Regions from separate parts of the Anas platyrhynchos genome. Here region 1 is linked to region 2. Evidence: chromatin contacts called from public Hi-C data. All regions are on one chromosome and are shown on one strand. The core of a region is the stretch at or near the end of the contact, and the rest is flanking DNA. Distances in the headings are between cores, read along the strand shown.

What was found. Hi-C and Micro-C count contacts between places; a contact is called where the count stands out from the background.
Region 1: a contact with region 2 is called in a Hi-C map of skeletal muscle, with 2.0 times the contacts expected there. The contact joins the promoter of ZFAT here to the enhancer-like site in region 2. A contact is called at or near these places in 4 of 8 Hi-C or Micro-C datasets (liver, skeletal muscle and subcutaneous adipose tissue).

The regions. Positions count from the first base shown.
Region 1 is chr2:7,257,481-7,261,808 of IASCAAS_PekinDuck_T2T, reverse strand. It overlaps ZFAT (zinc finger and AT-hook domain containing), which reads right to left and starts at 2,840. Exons shown (of 16, transcript XM_038174961.2): 1 at 2,518-2,840. The coding sequence starts at 2,536.
Region 2 is chr2:7,218,316-7,222,665 of IASCAAS_PekinDuck_T2T, reverse strand. The region is part of intron 1 of LOC140001805 (a long non-coding RNA gene); the gene reads right to left. Among named protein-coding and RNA genes, the nearest start is that of ZFAT, 38 kb to the left of the region's middle. Within about 2 kb of position 2,240, at least 1 of the 8 cell types and tissues checked has an H3K27ac peak or open chromatin away from gene starts, as enhancers often do.

The DNA of each region.
Region 1 (4,328 bases), core at 1,591-4,090, 39 kb before region 2:
TGGAAGGTGGGGAAGAATGAAGAGTAAAACAGTTATGAAGGAGGAGGTGACCAGCAAGGGGCACTGATTAAACGTCTGACACCTGGTGGCACTAAGGGACAGGGCTTACTGAAGGGCTGCAGTAGGCCAGGTTGCTGTTGGACGTGGTGATCTTGAAGGTCTTTTCTGAGCTAGGGGATTCCAGGACCCTGCTGTCTGCTCACGTTAGTGGATCTGCCCCCAGTGCTGAGTTGGAAAAGGCAGAGAACAAACAAGGGGAGGCACTTCTTCGTATAACTCTGGGGCTGTAAGGTGAGTGAACATCCGTAGTGATAGCAATGTGGTACACAAAGCCTTGGAAATATTTGACATAATGATTTCACATCATCATCTCCAATAAAGAGGTAGAGAAAGAAAGGAGTAACAGGCTGCGGTACTGCCTTTTGACAGATGCAACAGCTTCAGGTGGTTAACGTGAGTTACAACAGACTGAGTATTCCAAATTACATCGACTTGCTTCAGAGCTGTCCAAGATATCACCAGAAAGCAGAACCTGCCTCGTCATGAAGCTGCCCCAACAGGGAAAACGCACAAGGCTCTTACCCCTCTTCCTTGTCTGAAGCACATCCTCACAAAACCCAAAAGCACTGTATTTAACCTCTGCATTACTAGGTTTGTCAAAAGAAATCTGACTTTAAAACTACTGATGTTTAACCCATGACGGCAGATACAAGCATACAGATTTTTATTAGTTTCTACACACGCTAGCTTTCTGTAACTTTTTTTTTCCAGAAGTATTTGTAAAGTTCTTCAAAAGAAGACACCACCTACACATACTTAAGTTGCCTAGAATACAAATTCAGGACTGGATTAAAAGGGATCTTCTATTAACAAGTTTAGACCACTAATAAAGGCAACAAGTTTTCTCCACAAATGGCTCTGTATGAAAAAATAATAAGGGAAGAATCTTACCTGAATAATCAATTTATCAAATATATAAACAAAATAGCTTTTCCATCATTTAAAAAGATACATATCCATAAAGACTTGGTCTTGTTTAACGTTCTAAGATCGCCCTCATGTGATTAAATGCAATACTGCAGGAATCCCAACAAAAACATTAGGGCAAGGTACTGTAATACCCCAAACATGTGGAACCTCAGAGAATGAGCGAAGAGGATGCACTCGGCCATCACTTTCAGGATGCCCTGGCTGAAATGCTCTGAACCTGGCTTCTGGAAGCACACCCAAAGGAAATGCTCACTTTGGGTGCAGCACCTATTGGGCACTGGCCACTCACAGCAGTTCTGGGTTCAACTACTCTAACAACACTACTTTTATTAAGACAAATGTGCTTGAGTAAATGAAAAATTATTATTTTTAGTAATAGAATTAGTTTCCCATCTAAATCACAGAATCATAGAATAATTAAAGCTGGAAAACACCTTCAAGATCAACTGGTCCAGCCATCCCCCTACCACCAATGTCACCACCAAACCCTGTCCCCAAGCACCACGTCCAACCTTTCCTTGAACACCCCCAGGGATGGTGACTCCACCACCTCCTCGGGCAAACCGTCCCGGTGCCTGACTGCTCTTGCTGAGACAATATAAAGTGGTCTTGGAATGCTTTTACAAAACAGTACTTAAGCAACACAACACTTGTTGGGTATTCCACTGGTTAGATTCAAGTTATTCTCCTGTTCCCTCTCTGGCATAAAATTCTGAGCTATGCTGTCTATGAACACTGTCCAGGCGAGCCAGAAATAATTTGGGATTCTAAATATCAATTAAAAATTCATCTCCAGGAATGACAGCTGAAAGCCAAATGTCAGTCTACAGGGCAATTAACCGGGATTAAAGCATTGCGACATCACCTCACAAACCCATACAACAAACACAGGGTTGTGAAATGCAGACAGCACATACACAATATTATTTTGGCTGTCACTTCTGCGCAACTTCACTTCTTGGGGACATGGTTTATTGGCGATGCTGGTGGCAGGGGGATGGTTGCACCAGATGATCTCAGAGGTCTCGTAACGTCTCTGTGATTCCGCACGTAAATTCCCCACAAACCCCTGACCGACACACGAAGGGCTGAGGTGACAGAACGCAGCTTTAACGATCACACCCCGCTGAATACGGGGGGCACAGCAGCTCCAAGGAGATGCCGAGCGCAGCCCCGGGCCGCTTCAGGACGCGCCGTGCCTCAGCCGCCCCTTCCCCCAGCGGCCCCCTCAGAGCCGCAGCACCTCAGCAGCGCGTTATCCTTCCGCCGCCCCACTGCTCCGCGCTGCACCCCGCTGCTCCCCGACCCTTCTCGAACATCCCCGGCCCCCCACTGCCCTCAGCGGCAACACGATGGCTGCTAAAAGTGGGTAAGGGGAGGTGGCTGCCCGCCTTCCTCGGGGGACTACTTTCACACGCGGAGGGGTACGCGGCCGGGACTACTTTCTTCCCCCTTCCCTCAGCGCTCGGCCCCTGTCAGTGGCTCCGTGCGCGCTCCCCCGCCCGGCCCGGCCCCGGCCCCGCTCACCTGCAGCCGCAGCCTCCATCACCGGGCGGGGAAAGGGGCTGGGGGCGGCGGGAGGTGAGGTAAGGGGGGGGGGTCTGCGAGCTGACTGAAACCCCAACGCCGCGGCCTCGTCGGGAAACGGAAGGACCCAAATAATAATAATAAAAAATAAATAAAAATCGCTCCGAGACGGAGCCCCGCGGGCCTCCCTGCTTTAAAATAAATAAATAAATAAAATTATTTTGATGGATTTAGGGGCGGTGGGTGGTGGGGGGGTGAGGCTTAGCCGAGCGGCGGGTTATGGCGAATCTGCGGCGCCCGACACGGCGGCTTCTTCCGCAGCGACGGCGGGCGGGGAGGGGGAGAGGGCGGGGCCCGAGGGAGGGGGGGGGGAAGGAGGGAGCGGGAGGGGGGGGGACGCGCGCGCGCCCCGCCCAACGGCTGAGCGGCGACCGTTGGGCGGGGCGCGCGCCGCGCCCTCCCCTCAGGCGGAGCGCGGGCTCCCGGCTCCCCTCAGTTCCCGTCTTTTAAACAATTTACTTCTAAAGCGGTGACAAAAAAAAAAACCAAAACACAACAGTTTATAAGAACACGTGTGGCCCAACTGGAAATTCAGTGGCTGATAATACTGCCTCGTGTCTACTGGGGCGTAGTTGTACAAGTTTAACGTAAATGTCCACAATATTAAGTGATCTGTAAATAAACATTAGTTCTCAGGGATGTTTCACGTACTGTTTACTACCATGCTGTGTTTTTTAAGTTTATTTTTTTAAGTGCACCTCAACACTTTTTTTTATTATTATTTTCTGCATATGCCTTAGCCATACATCAGCATGTGTTAGCTGTGGTGAATCACACGCTCATTTTTTTTCACTCAGCTCCAAAGTGTTTATTTAGGTAGTAAGTTATTTCTTTAGCTTTTTATTCTTGAAAGGAGCCTGACGACAGATACTTCCATGAGGGAATGGCCTCAAGTTGCACCAGGGGAGGTTCAGGTTGGAAATGAGGAGACATTTCTGCTCAGAAAGAGCAGTCAGGCACTGGGACGGGTTGCCCAGGGAGGTGGTGGAATCTCCATCCTGGGGGTGTTCGAGGAAAGGTTGGACGTGGTGCCTGGGGACATGGGTTAGTGGTGACGTTGGTGGTAGGGGATGGCTGGCCCTCCTTGGAGGGCTTTTCCAATCTTAATGATTCTATGATTCCATGACAAAATGCAACAAGTTCTGTCGGAGTACTCACAAACACACACTTTTGCCTCATGTTTTTCTATTTTGTTGCTTTTCTGCTTTGTTTCTACACTAATAATCACCGAATATCAGTTTTATCACCTTCACTCTTAAATCATCATAAATGTTGTATGCATTCAATATTAATTAATTTAGTATTGAACTCCATAGTGCCTGTCACTGTAATTAATTTCAGTGCAAACGTCTTCATAGAAATTGCATTATCCTTCCTAAACATTGATGATATTATATTTTCTATTTGATTTTTGTTGTTGTCATACTGCGGATGTATTCAATTAAGCATAGAGAGCAAAACTTGTGAAGATAAGAATTCATTTTGGCATTAATTCCAGTAATAAACCTAAATAATTTCCTGCTGTAAGAGAAATAATGCATACATATTTACTGAGAAGTTGTTTTTAAAATAACTTACAAATATCACTGCTTACATGGAGTTATGATGAGCAAAATTCAGCCATAGGTAGAAGGCCTCAAAACCTATATGTTCCTTAGACCAATTTTTAATTAGAAAACAGCTCTACAATGATCCACATTTTCTAAATATTCTTAAATATTCAAAAATTCTTAGTTGCAAGAGCGATCGGT
Region 2 (4,350 bases), core at 991-3,490:
AAGACGAGTCATTTGGTCACCAAATTCAAACTGGAAAAAAAAAAACAAAAAAAACCCAACACATTATAAAAGTTAGATTAGGCTTTTGAGCCCAAAGCAATCATACAGACTGAAATCAAATGCAAAATGCCAGATTAGACAATCATGCCTAATCACACAGCAGCTCAGGATATTAACTATTACAGCCATTTGTAATTAATTGCATTAAAAGCATCGGATCAGCTGTGGCAAGCCACTTGACAAGTTACAGAGAAATTAAAAAATCAGAGAGGAAAGAGACAAAGTAAACAGCTGGGTATTTTAAGCAAAGAAAGTTTCTCAAGTTTCCTTGTTAGAAGAATCTGTCTTATCTCACAGCTGATTCAAGTTCTGAACACTGCAAGCTCTGTTCAGTGTCATAGCCTTCTTTTCCTCTAGAAAGCCTCCAGACACAGCACACCCATCTTCATAAAGCTCTCAGCATCACCTTAACTTTCCTTGCTATTTCCTTGAAGCATTCCCCGGATACCTTGGGAACAGATGAGGGACAGGTTGCAGAAGAATTAGCTTCCCCGATACCAGAACATTCCCGGTGTTCCAGTGACCTGAATCCACCCCAACGTGCCTGATCCTGTCAGCAGACAGCTTAGTTATCCCACAGCAAAGGGCTGTGTGAAAATGGAGGTGTCCTTGACCTACAGAGAGACTGGAGAATTAGGCTCACAGAGCTGCCATCAGGAGAAACATTCTTGAAAACACTGCCTTCCTCTCCCCAGATAGCAGACAGTCCCGTCTGAAACTAATATTAAAAATGAGTTAGCTGGGTTTCTTGTCTTAACCTGATTTGGCAAAAAAAAAAAAAAAAAAAAAAAAAAAAAAAAAAAATGTGCTTAGTTATCCTTCTAGAAGTGATTACTCAGAAAAGTTTTAATGGTTAAGTCTCCAAAATACTAATTTTAGATAAGCGTTTTTCCTCGTTGTTGCCCCTCAATGTACTGCTTTGGGAGTTGCATTTATTTATAAGCATGGTCCATACGTGATCAGATCAGTTATCAGTAGGTTTTATGATATATTATTAGCACTGCTGACATGTGCCCTGTACAGGAAGCTAGACACGCTCTCGGAAACCAGGAGGTTAACAAAACACATTACACTAAGTACACATGAGGATGTTGTAAGAACATTTTAAAAGGATGATGCATGTCAAACATGGACCACTCAGCAGCATGAATATGAATAAAAAGAAAAAAAACCTGCCTTTAAGCATGGAGGTGCCCATCTCCAGGAAAAGCCACGAACAACTTCTGCAGCTGCAGCCAAAGCACCAGTAAGTACAAGAAACAAAGAAAAGAAGCTAAGAAGAAAAAATATACTTAACCAAAAGCTACCCGAAGTTAACACTGACATGAAGCTTTTGCTCTAAGCACTCCATGTCCAGTATCTGAGACACATCTTAGAAATTCCAGGTAACAGCAGCTGAACAGCTAGAAAGGTCACCATTAAATGCAAGAGCAGAGTTCTCCATCTGTTCTGATTTCCCCTTTTACTTCCAATTTCTATTTTACTAACCAACTCTGTCCTCTGTTTCCCTCTTATGCAAACACACGGTGCCAGCAGCCCTGAGCAGTCAGTACCCTGGGATGTATGCTTAGGAAGCTCACACGCACAGGAGCATTTTCTGCCAAGCCGCAGAGGGTCAGCAGGGCATCTGCTGTTGCCAAGCATCAGCTTTGGGAAACAGTAGTAGTTTCCAGAAGGTACAAATTCGAGTCCTTTCTGGAGATTATCAACAACAACACAACGCATCTCACTACTCACCCCAAACTGTGGGCTCTCACCGTGACTTCTGCATGTAAAAACCCTCAAGTTTGTGCGTTAAACAAGCCAAGCAATACACTGAACAGCTTAAGACAACGCACAGAAAGAAAAGAGTTCAGTCTTCAAAAACGTTTAGAAAACACTTTGAGCACCAGAACAATGATGACCCTGCATTTGGCTGAGCTGTGCTGTATCTGCAAAGAAAACAATGAAGTGAATAGATGGAGAAAGTCCTCTGAGGTTCATCTGGCATTTTGATTTATTATACTCATCTCAAGCCTCAAGCGTTCACTCTCCACACAGCTCTTACACAGCAGAAAGATCTGGTTTGGACTAACTTGTTTTATTTCTATATTCTTTATAGAAATGCCAGCGCTCTTACAAATGCCATTAATAGCACTTCCTTATCTAATGCAGTGTTGATTCAGTGTGAAACATCGGAATTTAACAGCCCTTCAGTAGTTTAGCTTCCTCATTCCCACAGGATCCAATATGCCCCCAGACAGGAAACAGATCTTAGCTAGGGCATTTCTTGTGAATATTTTAATCTTTCTCCTTTATCTCTCTAACCTTTGGTTCTGCAGAAACGGAGACCTTCTGCCCTCCCGTGCAGTCAAGCTCTTAACTGGCATCATTCAGACCAAGGCATTGTAAGACGACAGCATCCAAGGAGCAAACTGATATTCCAAGAAGAGTAACTTCAATCATAGAAAACTTATCTGTACCAAGTAATCTGCAAGGCTTGTGCTCCTGCTAAGTGCCAGCTTAGACAGAGCAATGCCCTTTTGTTAGTAGGGCATTCTCCAGTTGGACCAGCTCACAGCTGGTGTAACTTATCGATCCCTAAAAAAGAAAAAAAGCAGGAACATTGAGGCAGATATTTAAAAGGAAAGATCAAGATTGCTGTTGCCTTACTGAAGTTACTGCTAGGCACATCACCAGGATCTCAGTGGATCCTCTTACACCTGCAGGCCCTTATTAGTATTAGAAACTGATACCATAAACTTCCTGAAGCAACAACAGGGGTGGGGACAGCGTTTCTGCTTCTGGATATTTTTTATTATAACACCTAGCACAACGCTAAGGGTTAAGGGATCTACCATCCCTCCCTACAGCCATCCCTTTGTCCTAGTGCCTCCAAGCAACAATCTGGCAGAGATCAGGGCGCTAGGCAATGCGCACTCGGGCAGTATTCTGGTCTAGGGAGTTTTCAAACCAACTGGGTAAATTAAGCAATCGAAGTGGCACAGACAGGCCTTGCAGTCTCTAGACTTCTGCAGAACAATCTGTCATCAGGCAGCAAATCTGCATTATCCAGGCACTACGATTTGAGTGTTTTCTTAATACTCTGTATTACACGTGCCAAAGTAATCTGAATAAACTTGCAGGTGAAGGGTATGAACCAGGTTTTATACCTGTTTTCTCCCAGCTCCTAAAGCGATGACCATCCCATTCATCCCAGCAGCCATGCTTCCACCGCTACCTACGGTGCCAGCTCAGGATTTTACTTTTCCTTTGCACAGATCATAAAAAAAATCCCTATCACTTAACCAAACCACAAATGCAAACAGCACAGGCGGCTGCGAAGTCTATTCAGCCTGCTCTCAATCCAATCGCTCACCTGTTCTGCACCACCTGCCCACTCCTCCTCCTGGCTGCCTCCAGCACAGGCACTGTACCAGCTCACGAGCACTTTTTTTTAGCACCTTCCTGCACACTTCTGCCAGGTCACCGAGACGTACCCTGAACAACCTTAATTGCAAGATTGCTCCCCGGGGCTCACCAGTCACTGCATCTCAAGGAGACCCCAATGGAGAGCAGGCTTTGCTATGCAACTCTTCAAAGAACTAATCGCTATACATTTCCTGTCTTAAATATAATTTATTTACATCCATAATTCATGTATATAAATGTAGTTATGTAGATATTTAAGCCAGGAAATAGATTCAAGCCCAAATCAGCTGCTATTCACATTTATCCTCCCATTTAAACAGTGCTATGAGTCCTAATATGGGTACTAATCACCCCAAAATACGTACATTTATAAGAATAACCACGTAGGTATTTTTATTTTAGGCAAACAATCCTCTGCCTCATGTTATCTCCAGCAGCTCTCCGACTGCCGTGGCCAAACCTTATCATGTGTTGAAAAGGGATTAATTATGCAGTCCCAATCTGGCCCTTTTATTAGTATCAGGAACGTTCGTTTCCGACGCTGTACATGACAGGCGCTTCAAACTCCATCTGGCTTTATGATTTACACCAGCAGCTTCCGTGCTAGGAGTTCAGGAATATATTAACTGCGCTGATCTCCTTTTTTCTCTCCTAAAAAAATTAAAAGTTTTCAATAAAAGTCTTAAGTGGGAAGGGACCTGTACGTACCTATTAGCATCTGGAAACATCGGAAGTAACAAAGAGAAGTTCCACGCCTCTTTACAAAAAGAAACTTCTTCCCCCCAAAAAAGAAACCAGGAAAATAAATCCAGAAGAGCCTTCACTTCACTTTGTCTGCCACTGACCTTTGGACCTGACACCCACTGCATCCTGTGGGAA